Regions from separate parts of the Capra hircus genome. Here region 1 is linked to region 2. A link is a contact called in public Hi-C data. All regions are on one chromosome and are shown on one strand. Each heading gives the region's core, a stretch centred on a gene start, on an enhancer-like site or on the middle of the called end of the contact. The rest is flanking DNA. Distances are from core to core; before and after follow the strand shown.

Region 1 (6,838 bases), core at 1,609-4,108, 140 kb before region 2:
GACATCTGCCACTTCTCTGCAGAAATAGGAACGGCTCCTTCCAGCCTCGCTGCTGGGCCTGGATGGGCATGGGCTCTGCTTCAGGCTCTGAGAGTGTGGGCCGTGAGCCGATGTTTACTGCCACAGACTCAGCTTCTGTTGGCATTCGAGTGTCTCCAGCGGCAGAAGTTCCCTTTTGTCCCACTGTCCCACCAGGAGAAGTTTCCGTGGTTACTGTCAGATCAAGGTTCTTGGAGATGTTTCGTGGTGACTTTGAGGTCTCCCAGGCCTTGGGCTGCAGGCTGGGCCACCTGCGGGAGGCTGTTGCTGGGTGTTTGGCTGGTGGGATTTGAAGGTGCTCTAGCTGGAAGGGTCAGGCATCAGGTTTAAGAAGTACCCCCTTCTGCCCATATCCCACCTCCCTTTGTAAGAAATCCACTGTCTCATAGCATATTAGAAATCATCTTCTGTGGAAGCTTTTGAATTTTTGAGCGGTTGAAGTATTGAGTTCTTGTCCAGTGTTGCTTGGCTGAGTGTAGGAATGGTCCAAGTCTTACTGTCCAAAGACTCAGCAGGCCTGCTCCATGTCCAGAGGGACCCATATAAAGAGCCCATCCTTGTAGGATCTCGGTGGTCTTCATCTCAGAGTCAGGATTGGGACAGAGGGCCCGCATGACAAGGAGGTGTCCAGATCCCACTGACGCCTAGAGGAGACATGAGCACCGCACGCTGCTCTGGGACAGGACTCCCAGACCTGCTGGGAGCCCAGTGTGTCAATCAGGAACCACCTGGAAGCCCAGAGAGAAGGGCTGCAAACACAGCCAGGACTCCAGTTTTCCTTGGTCTACGTCTCCCAGAGCCCTTGAATGTGGGCTGCTGTCTGCAGGGCTGTGTGAAGGCCCCGCGGGGTAGCGAAGAGGGGAGTCCTATCAGACCAATAAGGATGGATTGGACACTGGGCATGGATTAGCCTATGGAAGGATTGGCCCTCTGCTCTCAGAATGGAGGCACTTGGAGGCAAGTGATATCTGACCCTAGCTCATCTTACTGGTGAAATGGATATTTTTATATGACTTTAATGTTGGTGTTGGCGGTTTAGTTGCTAACTCATGTCCAACTCTTGTGACCCTATGGACTGTAGCCTTTCAGACTCCTCTGGGATTTCCCAGGCAAGAATACTGGAGTGGGTCGCCCTTTCCTTCTCCAGGGGATCTTCCCGACCCAGGGAGCGCACCTGGGTCTCCTGCACTGCCGATGGATTCTTCACTGGCTGAGCCACCAGGGAAGCCCGTATGTCACCAGGCACGGCCTAGATCAGATTTGTTGAAAATTCAGAGATACTCATAACAAATAATAGCTAACGCATCGAAGACTTGGCAAGTGCCATTCTAAGCACATTAGAGGTATTGCACCATTTATTGCTCCCGACATTCCTTAGGTCATAAGATTGTCCTTGTCTCCATTTTGCAGGTGAGAAAGCTGCGTCACTCAAGAATTAAGTGGGGAGCTGGAATTCAGACATAGGTGCTCAGGCTTCAGAGTCCAGGTTCCGCTTGCTCTGTGCTAGGCTCTCTGCCCATTCAAGGCGGAATTCTCAGCAGCATCTGTGGAGTTATCCCTCCAAAGAGGCAGACACTTAGATCAATTAACTGGCCAAGGGAGCAGCCGGAGAATAGCGGTCCAGGCAGTTCAATTGCTCTCTTGCCACCGTCCTCCAGTCTGTCTCCAGCCCAAGGATCTTTATTTGACAAATGTTCAGTGAGCGTGTAGCTCGTGTCAGGCCCTCTTTGGGGTGGGGGGCGTTCAGAGGTCCACAGAAGAGGCTTGTTCTTGGAGACCCTCCTATGGATGGAGTGCTCTGTTTCCAGAACAGCTACTGCTGACGGTGGGGAGGTCCAGCCGGTCCCCAGATGTGTCCCTTTGCTGAACCTCACTGAGCTGGTTTCCTCTTCTGTAAAGTCAAGACAACACAGCAGTCTGCCTTGAGAACTAAGCCTCAGATCACACTGTGGCTGCTGCTTGTTTACTGTGTGGCCCAGGGTGATTCTGCTTGGTTCTCCAGACTCGATTTCTCACATGTAAAATAAAGAACTGCTGCTCTGTAGGACTGTGAACACGTGTTGTGCTACCTGTCGTAGGCTATGAAGCATTGCGAAAGTGATCTATAAATGTCAGGGCTGCCTTGCTTTCCCTGCCAAGCCCAGGCTCTTAATTTTATATATTAATACAAAATACTCAGCACAGAGAAAGCACTGGCTAAATGGTGACTGCTAGAAAGATGATGACGACTGCATATAAGTTTGTTGGATGCACTGTACTTGCAGATATGTTTAAATATGCACGTACATCTAATTTGTTCTGTGATATTGTGGAAACACTGGGCCAAATCTTCTGGTTGAGCCCACCTCCACTCAACTTTTCCATTGATAAAAATAGGCCTCCAAATGCCAGGCTGGCTCCTGTGCAGGAAATGACTAATACAATCTACTGTTTACGTATTATATCACAACCCAGAGGCCTGTGCCTTGCACTAGCTATCAGTCTCCAAGTATCCTAGCCATTAGGATGTTGAAGCAGGCTCCTCTGCTTGCCTCTCTACTCAGCCTGCGGTCAGCGGGTGGTCAGAACTGAGTGGATTTCCTCCAGAGGATGAATCTTCTTGTGAGCCAGGCTGAGCAATGAGTGAGACGTACACTTTACTCTGTAAATGAGTAAATTGGCATTCTGGTGTTTGTTTTTTAACGTATTTAAATTCCTCATAATGTCGTAAGTCACCCTGTTCAGTAATAGATTAGCGACTGTCACTGTGGACATCACCAGGAGATGCTGGCCTGTCTTCAACTGAAGGAACCTTTCATGTGAGAGAAAGAGCAGGACCCTGGCTGAGGGGCCCAGAGGCCTCAGCCCCACACTGGCTGCCCCTTGGTCCCTCCCACAGGTTGTTGCTGAATCTGGTCACCCTAGGACTTCCTAGAACACAATGTGAGCAGCAGTACAACGGCCTAGAGGGATGAGGGCACAGTCATCAGGCAGTTGATTATTATTATTTTTTTGCTTTACCTCGGTGGAGACTCCTTTACCCTCAGAGTTGGGGGTTGGGAGGGAGAAGTGTGATGGCGCCCCCTGGTGGAAAATGTGAGCAAAAGCACCTAGGCCACCTCCGGACTTGTGGTGGGGGCTCTCCTAGACCTCTGAGCCATCGGAAGCAGAGCCAGCTGGAAGCCATAAATCGAGGCCTAGGGAGGCTTGAAAAACCCTCATTCTCTGTTCAAGGAGATTTTCCTTCTTCTGCGCATGTTTCCGCCCTTGAATCATCTGGGGCCTTTCAGAGTAGGACCAGGCCTCCTGACCTCTGGTATCAGCCTTCTCTGGCCGACCTAAGAACGAAGGGGAGGGCCTGTGGGGTTGAGGGAGGGGTTGTAGACCCTCTCTGAGGTCTCTGGGTGTAGAGTGAAGTTTACCTGCCCCCCTTCCTCTCCCCACTTTAGGAAAACCAACGTTGTTGCAGCTCCTAGGAGACAGCGTGGCATGATGACAGGAATTTGTTGCTACATAAACTGATGCTGAAGCTGAAACTCCAGTACTTTGGCCACCTGATGCGAAGAGCTGACTCATTTGAAAAGACCCTGATGCTGGGAAAGACTGGGGGCAGGAGGAGAAGGGGACAACAGAGGATGAGATGGTTGGATGGCATCACCGACTCAATGGACATGAGTTTGAGTAAAGTCTGGGAGTTGGTGATGGACAGGGAGGCCTGGCGTGCTGCAGTCTGGGGTTGCAAAGAGTCGGACACGACTGAGCAACTGAACTGAAACTGGGGTTTGAATACCGGCTTCATTATATGCTAGCTGGTTGCCTGAAGTTTATATACCACTGTATGAATCTACTCCCATAACGAAATACCACACAGATCGAGTGGCTTAAACAACAGAAACTAATTTTCTCACCCTTTGCAGGCTGGAAGTCCAGCGTCAAGGTGCTGGCAGATTTCATTTTCCCCAGAGCCTCTTCTTGGTTTGCAGACGTCGGCCTTCTCTCTGTCCCCACTTGGCCTTCTCTGTGTGCCCACGTTCCTGGTGTCTCTTTCTTTTCATAAGGACTCTAGTCCTACTGCATTAAGCCTACTTTATGACCTCATTTAATCTTAGTACCTCTTTAACTGCCCTGTGTCCATACACAACCACACTGGGCCTGAGAGCTTCAATATATGAATTCTCAGTTCAGTTCAGTTGCTCATATCAGGTATGACATTCAGTTCAGTTCAGATGCTCAATCATATCTGACTCTCTGAGACCCCATGACTGTAGCACGCCAGGCCTCCCTGTCCATCACCAACTCCCGGGAGCTTACTGAAACCCATGTCCCATCAAATCAGTGATGCCATCCAACCATCTCATCCTCTGTCATCCCCTTCTCTTGCCTTCGATCCTTTCCCAGCATCAGGGTCTTTTCTAAGGAATCAGTTCTTTGCATCAGGTGGCCAAAGTATTGGAGTTTCAGCATCAGTCCTTCTAATGAATATTCAGGACTGATTTCCTTTAGGATTGACTGGTTTGATCTCCTTGCAGTCCAAGGGATTCTCAAGAGTCTTCTCCAATACTACAGTTCGAAAGCATCAATTCTAAAAAAAAAAAAAGCATCAATTCTTCAGCGCTCATTTCTCTTTATGGTCCAACTCTCACATCCATACATGACTACTGGAAAAACCATAGCTTTGGATACAATTCAGTCTATAACAAGCACTCTGTGCCTTAGTTTCCCCATCTGTAAAATAGGAATAGTAATAACATCTGTCTCATATGTTGCCATGAGTTGATTAAATATTGTAAAAGAAAGTGCCCTCCCCTCCCTGCACATGCACACACATCTAAACCTGGTTCCTGACTCAGAGTTCCTAAATCCTTTTCAATTTCCTAGATGATAGTAAGGTCTTTTATTCTAATGATGTGACTCTAGGTAGGCTCCTGGGTAGGGGCTGGTCACCAGAATGACCAAGCCATGATTAAAAGCTTAGAAGAGGAGATAGAAAGAAAGTTAATGAACAGTCATGCCTATTGGATGACGTTGCTATAAAAACCCCTAAAGTGCAAGGCTCAGAGAGCTTCTGAGCTGGTCAACATGTGGAGGCCCTGGCAGAGTGGCCTGATCCAGAGAGAGCCTGAGAACTCCACGCCCTCTCACTTACCTTGTCTTTGTCTCTCTGCATGTTCCTGAGTTATATTCTTTTATAATAAACAGGTAATCTAGTAAGTAAACTTCCTCCAAGTTTTGTAAACCTCTCCAGCAAGTTAATCCTAAGGAGGGATCAGGGGAGTCTCCAGTTTATAACTGCTTGGTCAGAAGCACAGGTGACAACCCAGACTTAGTGATTAGTGTCTGAGGGGTGGGGGTTGCGGCAAGCAGCCTTGTGGGTCTGAGACCTTAACTTGTGAGATCTGACTGTCCCTCTAAGTAGAGAGTGTCAGGCTTGAGTTAAATCGTAGCACACCCCTCTGGTGTTGCAGAGACTTGCTTGGGTGCAGAAGAGCTTCTGCGCATTTGATGATTAGATGGATCAGAATTGATGTGTTCTGTGTGAGTAGTAAAAGAGAAGTGGATTTTTCCCACCCAATATATACACACAGACGCTCGTAATAAATGTTGCGTGTGACACTCTTGTCCTCCACCTCAGTCCCCCCCACCCCAATCCCCTCCTCACCACCACTACACAAGTGTTAGCATTCTGTGTGATGACCAGAGTCAGACTTTGCAAAACGTTTTAGATAACCTTAGACTTGCCAGGGTTCCTTTGGGAGTTTCAGTCAGTTCAGCCGCTCAGTCGTGTCTAACTCTTTGCAGCCCCATGGACTGCAGCACACCAGGCCTCCCTGTCCATCACCAACTCCCAAGTTTCCTCAAACTCATGTCCATCAAGTCAGTGATGCCATCCAGCCATCTCATCCTCTGCCATCCCCTTCTCTTCCTGCCCCCAATCCCTCCCAGCATCAGAGTCTTCTCCAATGAGTCAACTCTTCCCATGAGGTGGCCAAAGTACTGGAGTTTCAGCTTTAGCATCAGTCCTTCGAATGAACACCCAGGACTGATCTCCTTTAGAATGGACTGGTTGGATCTCCTTGCAGTCCAAGGGACTCTCAAGAGTCTTCTCCAACACCACAGCTCAAAAGCATCAATTCTTCGGTGCTCAGCTTTCTTCACAGTCTAACTCTCACATCCATACATGACCACTGGAAAAACCATAGCCTTGACTAGACGGACCTTTGTTGGCAAAGTAATGTCTCTGCTTTTTAATATGCTGTCTAGGTTGGTCATAACTTTCCTTCCAAGGAGTAAGTGTCTTTTAATTTCATGGCTTCAATCACCATCTGCAGTGATTTTGGAGCCCAAAAAATAAAGTGTGACACTGTTTCCACTGTTTGCCTATCTATCTACCATGAAGTGATGGGACCAGATGCCATGATCTTCATTTTCTGAATGTTGAGCTTTAAGCCAACTTTTTCACTCCCCTCTTCACTTTCATCAAGAGGCTTTTTAGTTCCTCTTCACTTTCTGCCATAAGGGTGGTGTCATCTGCATATCTGAGGTTATTGATATTTCTCCCACCAATCTTGATTCCAGCTTTTGCTTCTTCCAGCCCAGCATTTCTCATGATGTACTGTGCATATAAGTTAAATAAGCAGGGTGACAATATACAGCCTTGACGTACTCCTTTTCCTATTTGGAACCAGTCTGTTGTTCCATGTACAGTTCTAACTGTTGCTTCCTGACCTGCATATAGGTTTCTCAAGAGGCAGGTCAGGTGGTCTAGTATTCCCATCTCTTTCAGAATTTTCCACAGTTTGTTGTGATCCACACAGTCAAA
Region 2 (7,865 bases), core at 3,827-6,326:
TTAGTGAAGTCAGATAGAGAAATACAAATAAGCTATCACTTATATGTAGAATTTAAAAATAATGCAAATGAATCTATATACAAAACTGAAACAGAATCACATAGAAAACAAACTTACGGTTACTAAAGGGGAAAGAAAGGAAAGGAGGGACAAAATAGGAATATGGGAGTAAAAGGGATTAACTACTATAAATAAAATAGATAAGTTACAAAATTTATTGTATAGCATAGGAAACTATACTCAATATCTTGTAATAACCTCTAATGGAATATAATCTGAAAAAATAAGTAACTGAGTAATTTAGCTGTAACCTGAAACTAACAGGATATTGTAAACCAACTATACTTCAATTTTAAAAAGAATAATTATAAATATAAGCACATGGGGTTTTTGTATCTATGGAAGGAGGGAAATTTGACAACCTTCATTCATGTTGTCAAACATTGTTGCTAGGAGAATTAAGTACTGTCCCTAAGACTCCTTTGAGAAAGGACAATAGAAAGCTTGTACCTGGTCTCTTCTGAACTTTGTCCTGTGTACATTTTTCCAGTGCTGACCTTAATCTTAATCCTTTCATTGTAATAAACTGTAACTATGAATATAACAGCTTTGCTGGATTCTGTGAGTACTTCTAATGAATCACTGAACCTGAGGGTGATCTTAGGGATCCATGACTACAGTTAGTGATTCCCAAAGCCATAATTCAACTATACATTAAGTATTTGCCAGGTTTTTCACTGACAGGTTACACGAGTCTAAAATAACCAGATTACTGACATAACCAGTTCCTTGGACTGAGAGGTCACCAATAAGAGGTAGGAGAAAGAATTAAGCCAGAAATAAGATCAACATTCAGAAAACTAAGATTATGGCATCCGGTCCCATCACTTCATGGCAAATAGATGGGGAAACAGTGGAAACAGTGTCAGACTTTATTTTGGGGGGCTCCAAAATCACTGCAGATGGTGACTGCAGCCATGAAATTAAAAGACACTTATTCCTTGGAAGGAAAGTTATGACCAACCTAGATAGCATACTCTAAAGCAGAGACATTACTTTGTCACCAACGGTCCATCTAGTCAAGGCTATGGTTTTTCCAGTAATCGTGTATGGATGTAAGAGTTGGACTATAAAGAAAGCTGAGCGCAGAATTGATGCTTTTGAACTGTGGTGTTGGAGAAGACTCTTGAGAGTCCCTTGGACTGCAAGGAGATCCAAATAGTCCACCCTAAAGGAGATCAGTCCTGGGTGTTCACTGGAAGGACTGATGTTGAAGCCGAAACTCCAATACTTTGGCCACCTGATGCAAAGAGCTGACTCATTGGAAAAGACTCTGATCCTGGGAAAGACTGAGGGCAAGAGGAGAAGAAATCCTGAGTTTTCTTCCCTGAACCATGATTCCCTGAACCGTGATTCCCTGAACCTATGCTATATAAGCCAGATGTTGAGTTTATAAAATATTACATGTGAAAATATTGAAAGAACACTGATGATACATAAGACAAAAGTGAAATATATAAAAACCTCCAATATTTTAAAGCAAAATATCAGGCCCTTAATTACCTTGGAAATCCACTGCATTTAGGAATTCTAGCTTCATCCCATATGAATATTCGGAAATTATTCAGATGATAATTTAAAGCAAGATATTATCATTAAGAAGAAAACAACAGCTGTACCAAGTAAACAACCAAAGCCATCTCATCTTAGAATTTGAACTTATAAAATGAACATTTCAAGAAAAAGTAGGTTTATAAAGGCCTATGATGACAATGAAAGAGAGTGAAAAGGCTGGCTTAAAATTCAACATTCAAAAAACCAAAATCATGGCATCCAGTCCCATCACTTCACAGCAAACAGATGGGGAAACAGTGACAGGCTTTTTCTTATGCTCAAAAATCACTGCAGATGGTGACTGCAGCCATGAAATTAAAAGATGCTTGCTCCTTGGAAGAAAAGCTATGACCAACCTAGACAGCATGTTAAAAAGCAGAGACATTACTTTGCCAACAAAGGTCCATCTAGTCAAAACTACGTTTTTTCCAGTAGTCATGTATGGATGTGAGAGTTGGACCATAAAGAAGGATGAGTCCCGAAGAACTGATGCTTTTGAACTGTGGTGTTGGATAAGACTCTTGAGAGCTCCTTGGACTGCAAGGAGATCCAACCAGTCAATCCTAAAAGAAATCAGTCCTGAATACTCACTGGAAGGATTCATGCTGAAGCTAAAGCTCCAATATTTTGGCCACTTGATGTGAAGAGCTGACTCACTGGAAAAGACCCTGATGCTGGGAAAGACTGAAGCCAGGAGGAGAAGGGGATGACAAGGGATGAGATGGTTGGATGGCATCACCGACTCAATGGACATGAGTTTGAGCAGACTCCGGGAGATAGTAAAGGACAGGGAAGCCTGGCATATTGAAGTCCATGGGGCCGCAAAGAGTCGGACACAACTGAGCGATTGAACAACAACAAATGACAATAATTTATCTAAATGGAATCTGGGTTATTAAAAAATGTCAGTCACAAGACACTTTCATAAAACAGAAATAAAGATTGAGAGAAAGAAAATGATAATCTACCATACACATTACTACAACATGACCATCTAATCAATGGATTAATTTTACAAAGAATAATCTCAGGCTTTTATTACTGATTTCTAAAGGCAATCCATTCCAGTATTCTCAGCTGAAAAATCCCTCGGACAGAGGAGCCTGGCGGGCTATAGACCATAGGGTCACAAAGAGCTGGACATGACTGAGCAATTGAGCACACACAGCACACACAAAGGTAAGATTCAATACTCTATCAGGAAGAAATTGTCTGTAACAGAGTTTGGGCATTAACATTAAATATCAATTAATTGACACAGATGCCTAATGTGTATCTCACTATTGCAAGGAGAAAATCTTCAAATGTTAATTTGACTCGTGATTTAAAGTACCAACACTCCGGTTGGTCTTTAAATCTAAGTTTTAAAAAAGAAGAGGAGGGAAGGGATGAAATAGAATCTGAAAGTTTAAACTGGAGGAGGGAAAAATGGCTAAGACAGATTAAAAAAAAAAAAAAGATCACAAGCAGAAACTAAAGAAATGAAACTCAGAGAGAAGCTGCCTCTGAACATCACACAAATTTTTCTCTGTGATGACAAATTCCTGGCTTCAGAACTGAGCTACATCATGTCTGTAGACAACCAAAAACATACATTTATAGCTGAGTAATTAATGGGACATTTTAATTCAACTGAGCAATTGTTAACCACCTCTCAGCAAGGATGTGCAAGGCCCAGTATTAACAGTAAGTAAATGATGCATGTAATGCCCTTTCTAGGTGTCTCTTTAGGAAGTTTTATCATTTTAGCCATGCTGATAATACTCCAAACATTTCTGGAACTTCTTCAGAACTTCTTTTCAGTCAGTATACAAATCAGTACAAACTTTACAGTTTATATTGTATTATAGTTGATGGCTAGTACTAAAACCTGTCTCCAGGCCCTTTGACTACTCTCATAGGAAAAATATTTGGTTTTGTTCTGGAATCAACTCCATTCTCAGAAGTTGATAATTACCCACCATCGAGGAAATCTGCAATATTACACCTCAAATCCTGGAGGCAGATTAAAAGGGATTTCTACAAAAATTTGGAAGAATAAATTTACAAGCTTCCCAAAGTAAACAAAAAAAATGGCAGTGAATAGGATCATCTTAATTTTGACCCACCTAAGCACAGGGAAATCTACAGTGGGAAACATATCTGACTGAAAGAGATTGTTTTGCTGGAAACTCTCCTTAAAGCCTTGACATCTGCAACTGACCAAAGATATTCAGAAGCCTAAAAACAAAACCTGGTGTATGTGTGTGAGGGTGCGAGGAGGAGGTTCGATGGACCTCACAAATTCTCTCATTATTCTCTTTTAGTGCTGTCAAAACTGGTACTACTCACACTTAAGTGCACTGAAAGCCAACTCATAGGACAAACGCTGAAAGGATTCATCCTCCGATTCGGTTGAGGACGGCAAGGGCTTATTTCCATACTTTATTAAGGCTTTCTCTGGTGACTTTTCGAGTCTAGTGCCCTGAAAAATGTTCGCTGCCAGAATGTAAACGGAGTCCGGATAGCCAGTTTTTTCGGGTGAACCAGTTGAGCTGTTTTCGCCGCAGGCTGGGTCACCTGACAGTGCCAGCGAAGAGAGTTGGGAGATCTCAGCGGTTGTTTCTTCCAAAAACTCCAGTTCATTTGCGGAGTTAAACATGTTTGCCCCCCTGACTGTCCTAGGTAACTCAAGCTTGAATTACAATTCAGATGTTCCGGGAAATGGTTTTCCTTGTTCAAGCATCGTCTCTGTGAAAATAAAAAGATTATCCTGGTTAAACCACTATTTCCGCAGGACCACACTTGGTGACCCACCTCGTGTGGCCCTAGAGAGCCAGCGGTGGCATTCCCTGGCCGCCCCGAGCATCCCTTACTTCAAGCCGGGAAACCTCCACACACTCACAAAGGGAGAGGGGTGGAGACGGCTCCGAATGGCCTCCGAAGCTACGAGACCTTAACCGAGGCCCGTTTTGGTGCAGAGCTCCCCCAAGAGCCGCACCTGCGGCCCCTCGGGCGCTCCTTTCACTGGCTCCCGCGAGTCCTCCCTTACCCCAGAGGGCGGATGTTCCCCGGGGCTTTGGGAACAGAGACGCGGCAGCAGCAGCACTTCGGGCCCCGGTGGCTGGAATCTTACACAGTGCCCTCGGGGGCCCCGGGACTGCAGGGCTGCCGCGGTGGTCCGCGCAGGCAGTTTGGTTCAAATGAGCTTCTCCCACCCGCCGGGGCCGGGGCAGGGGGGTCGCGACCCCCGGCTCTCGCTTCGCTCGGGTTCCTGAGGGAGGATGCGCCTCAGGGATCCGCCCGCCAGCACGGTCGTCGCCACGAATGCGGCAGCTGAGCCGGGTAGAGCACGAGGCTGGTGGGCCCGCCGGCTCCGGCCGCGGAAAGGTAGGCCTCCCCTGTCTGCGGCAGTCAGCCGGCCCAGGACCGGGGTCTCCGTGGCAACCAAGGGTGCGACGAGGGGGGAGGGAACGCTGCCAGAGGGCAGTTCCCGCGGGATTTGGCCAGCGCTTCCTTTTTTTCTTGAGTTGCTCCTCCTCTCTCACCCCGGACACCTGTGCCAGCCCCGCCTCACGTTGAAGGCCCCTGCATAATTGGACTGCGCAGCCCAGAAGATCCTCGACTTCCCCAGAGTCACAAGTGACCCTTCTTCTCCAACTTGTCCCCTGTGATCTCCTTGAAAGCAAGAATTTTGTGTTGCTGACAACACCTAGTTTAGCGGATTAGCGGGCACGCAGGAAATGTTAAAACAGCTCAGTGTAGAACTATTGAAGAAAAGAAAAGGTAAAAAAAAAACAGACAAGTCGACTGTATTTCCACACTTTTTAGAACAATAGATACCACAGATACCACGTTAGAGGGACCCTTCCAGGAATGACTGTGCTGCGCTTAGTCGTAGTAGACTCTTTGTGACTCCATGGACTGTAGTCCTCCAGGCTCCTCTGTCCATGGAATTTTCCAGGCTAGAATACTGTACTGGAGTGAGTTGCCATTTCCTTGTCCAGAGGATCCTCCCAATCCAGGGATGGAACCTCCGCCCAGTCTTCCGTTTTCCTAAACTGCAAGAAGATTCTTTACCCGTTGAGCCACGCGTGAAACCTTCCAGGGCAAGCTGTGTAAAGATCTTTGCCAGCTTCCTTCCCAGGAGCTGCCTGCAAAGAAAGATGTTGCTGAAATAGGCCTACAAACAAGCAAATTCACACCCCTCTAAGTATAGAATAGCTCTGGGGATGTATATGAACTTCTCCCAAAGGGTTTTAATATGGCTACTTTAATTTTTGAGTGTCCTGGAGAGAAGTCTGCATCCTAACTCATCAAAGAAAAACCAGCTGTGCTCAAGTTTTAAAGGTAGCGGAAAAATACTTTAATTTCTAGAATAAAAACCAACTGACTGAGATTTAAGTTTATGTGCATCTTAAGCTTTTCATTGATTGCCTGTTAACCTGTCTCCAAAGTGCATGTTCTAAAACTGGAGAAAAAGAAAAGGTTGCTTTTTTCCTCTACTGTATACCATTTGTGTTGCTGCTTTGAAACTTCTCCAACAGACTTCAATAGGTCTAATTTTTGAGAGCTTCAATAGCTCTCAAATTTTTCTTACAGTATGATTCAATGAACAAATGCAAATATGAATATATAAAGATCATGTGATGAGTAACATGTATGTACTTCGCATTTCTTGCCTGGTTTAGAAAAGTCCTAGGTTTTAAAACAGAAATGGGCATTGGATTGTGCAATTTGACAAATTACGTTTCACGTTTTAAGTGAAAAAAATTATGAAATCATTAAAGAATAAGATTTTTATTGAAAATAAAATAGATGCTAATATCTACTTAAAGAAAAATCTGCTAGATACTTGGTCTCCATTTTCTATATGAAGCAAAAACCAAAGCCTACAAGTTGAATGAAGTTCTTCATTTTGGACTGAGATCAAAGTCACAGGAAAATCTTGCAAGTGCAAGCCCCAAATTCAGCAAGAAGTATGGTAAATATACTTGAGTGAATACCTTATTTGCTGCTGGTTGGGAATCTCAAATTTTGTTCATCTTCTTTGTAGAAGTGGTCCAATCTGGAAAAGAAACATAATTTATGTAACTAAGATCAGTATCAGAGAAGGCAATGGCACCCCACTCCAGTACTCTCGCCTGGAAAATCCCATGGACGGAGGAGCCTGGTAGGCTGCAGTCCATGGGGTCGCTAAGAGTCGGATACGACTTCACTTTCACTTTCACTTTTCACTTTCATGCATTGGATAAGGAAATGGCAACCCACTCCAGTGTTCTTGCCTGGAGAATCCCAGGGACAGGGGAGCCTGGTGGGCTGCCATCTATGGGGTTGCACAGTCAGACACAACTGAAGCGACTTAGCAGCAGCAGCAGCAAGATCAGTATGGTCGCTCAAGAGATTCTAAATTGTGTTCACTGGTTCTTTCTCCATGTGTTAAACAGGAAGGGCTAGACTTTGGCATTTGGTTTATTATCTGTGTAACCTTAGGCAAGTCCTTACATCCCTCAGCTTCCGTTTCTAGACCTATAAGGCAGACTGAATAATAATGCTGCCTTTGAGGAGGTTTGTGAGTATTTAATGGAATGATGTATGTCAAGATTGTCTGGAAAGTAGTAGCTCAATAGTTAGTTCCTCCTTTCCCCCTCTATTGTTAAGAAGGGGAGAATGGATATTGGGGAACTATTAGTAGCAATTGGCTACAAATTTGTTTGCCCTACCCCATCACCCACCAGTTCACTCACTCCCATTATTCTCAATGTGGAGTCTCCCCTACTTTATGTTCCCATAATATTTTGTGTATGTATATGTGCATTCATTCATTCATTTATCAGATGTGTATTAAATTCTTACCATGTGCCTCACACTTTCCTCAGTCCTAAAGGTTAAAAAAAAATGTATAGAATGATTGGGGACCTTACTCTCAGGAAATTAATGGATATGTATACTTGTATTTTGAGACACTTTATTTTTTATTGTATATATTTATTTTTTATTGTATACACTTCTGCCATCCTTACTTGCACAACCTGAACAATACACACACTCTATAAAATAGTTTTATTGTGTCTTTTAAGTTTTATTATTTCTTTTTATTCCCAGAAAGAGCAAAATATCACTCTTTCACATGCACAGATTATAAGTATGAAGGTATCTTTAAGGGTCATGGTATATTTTATTATGCATCACACAGTACACAGTATGATCTGTGGAAAATGTGAGATAAAAAGCTAACTATAAACTTTAAAATACTATTGTTTTTCAAAATA

The links. A called contact is a pair of places that touch in the nucleus more often than the background predicts.
Region 1: a Hi-C map of liver shows a contact between it and region 2, with 2.8 times the contacts expected there. The contact joins the enhancer-like site here to the promoter of NSUN7 in region 2. A contact is called at or near these places in 3 of 5 Hi-C or Micro-C datasets (blood and liver).

What each region holds. Positions count from the first base shown.
Region 1 is chr6:60,368,926-60,375,763 of ARS1.2, reverse strand. All of the region lies in intron 10 of APBB2 (amyloid beta A4 precursor protein-binding family B member 2), which reads left to right. Among named protein-coding and RNA genes, the nearest start is that of NSUN7, 140 kb to the right of the region's middle. Within about 2 kb of position 2,858, at least 1 of the 5 cell types and tissues checked has an H3K27ac peak or open chromatin away from gene starts, as enhancers often do.
Region 2 is chr6:60,233,550-60,241,414 of ARS1.2, reverse strand. NSUN7 (putative methyltransferase NSUN7) reads right to left here and starts at 5,076. Exons shown (of 12, transcript XM_013964602.2): 1 at 4,646-5,076; 2 at 3,946-4,344. The coding sequence starts at 4,255. LOC106502194 (a long non-coding RNA gene) reads right to left here. Exons shown (of 3, transcript XR_001295785.2): 2 at 6,600-6,661; 3 at 5,593-5,747.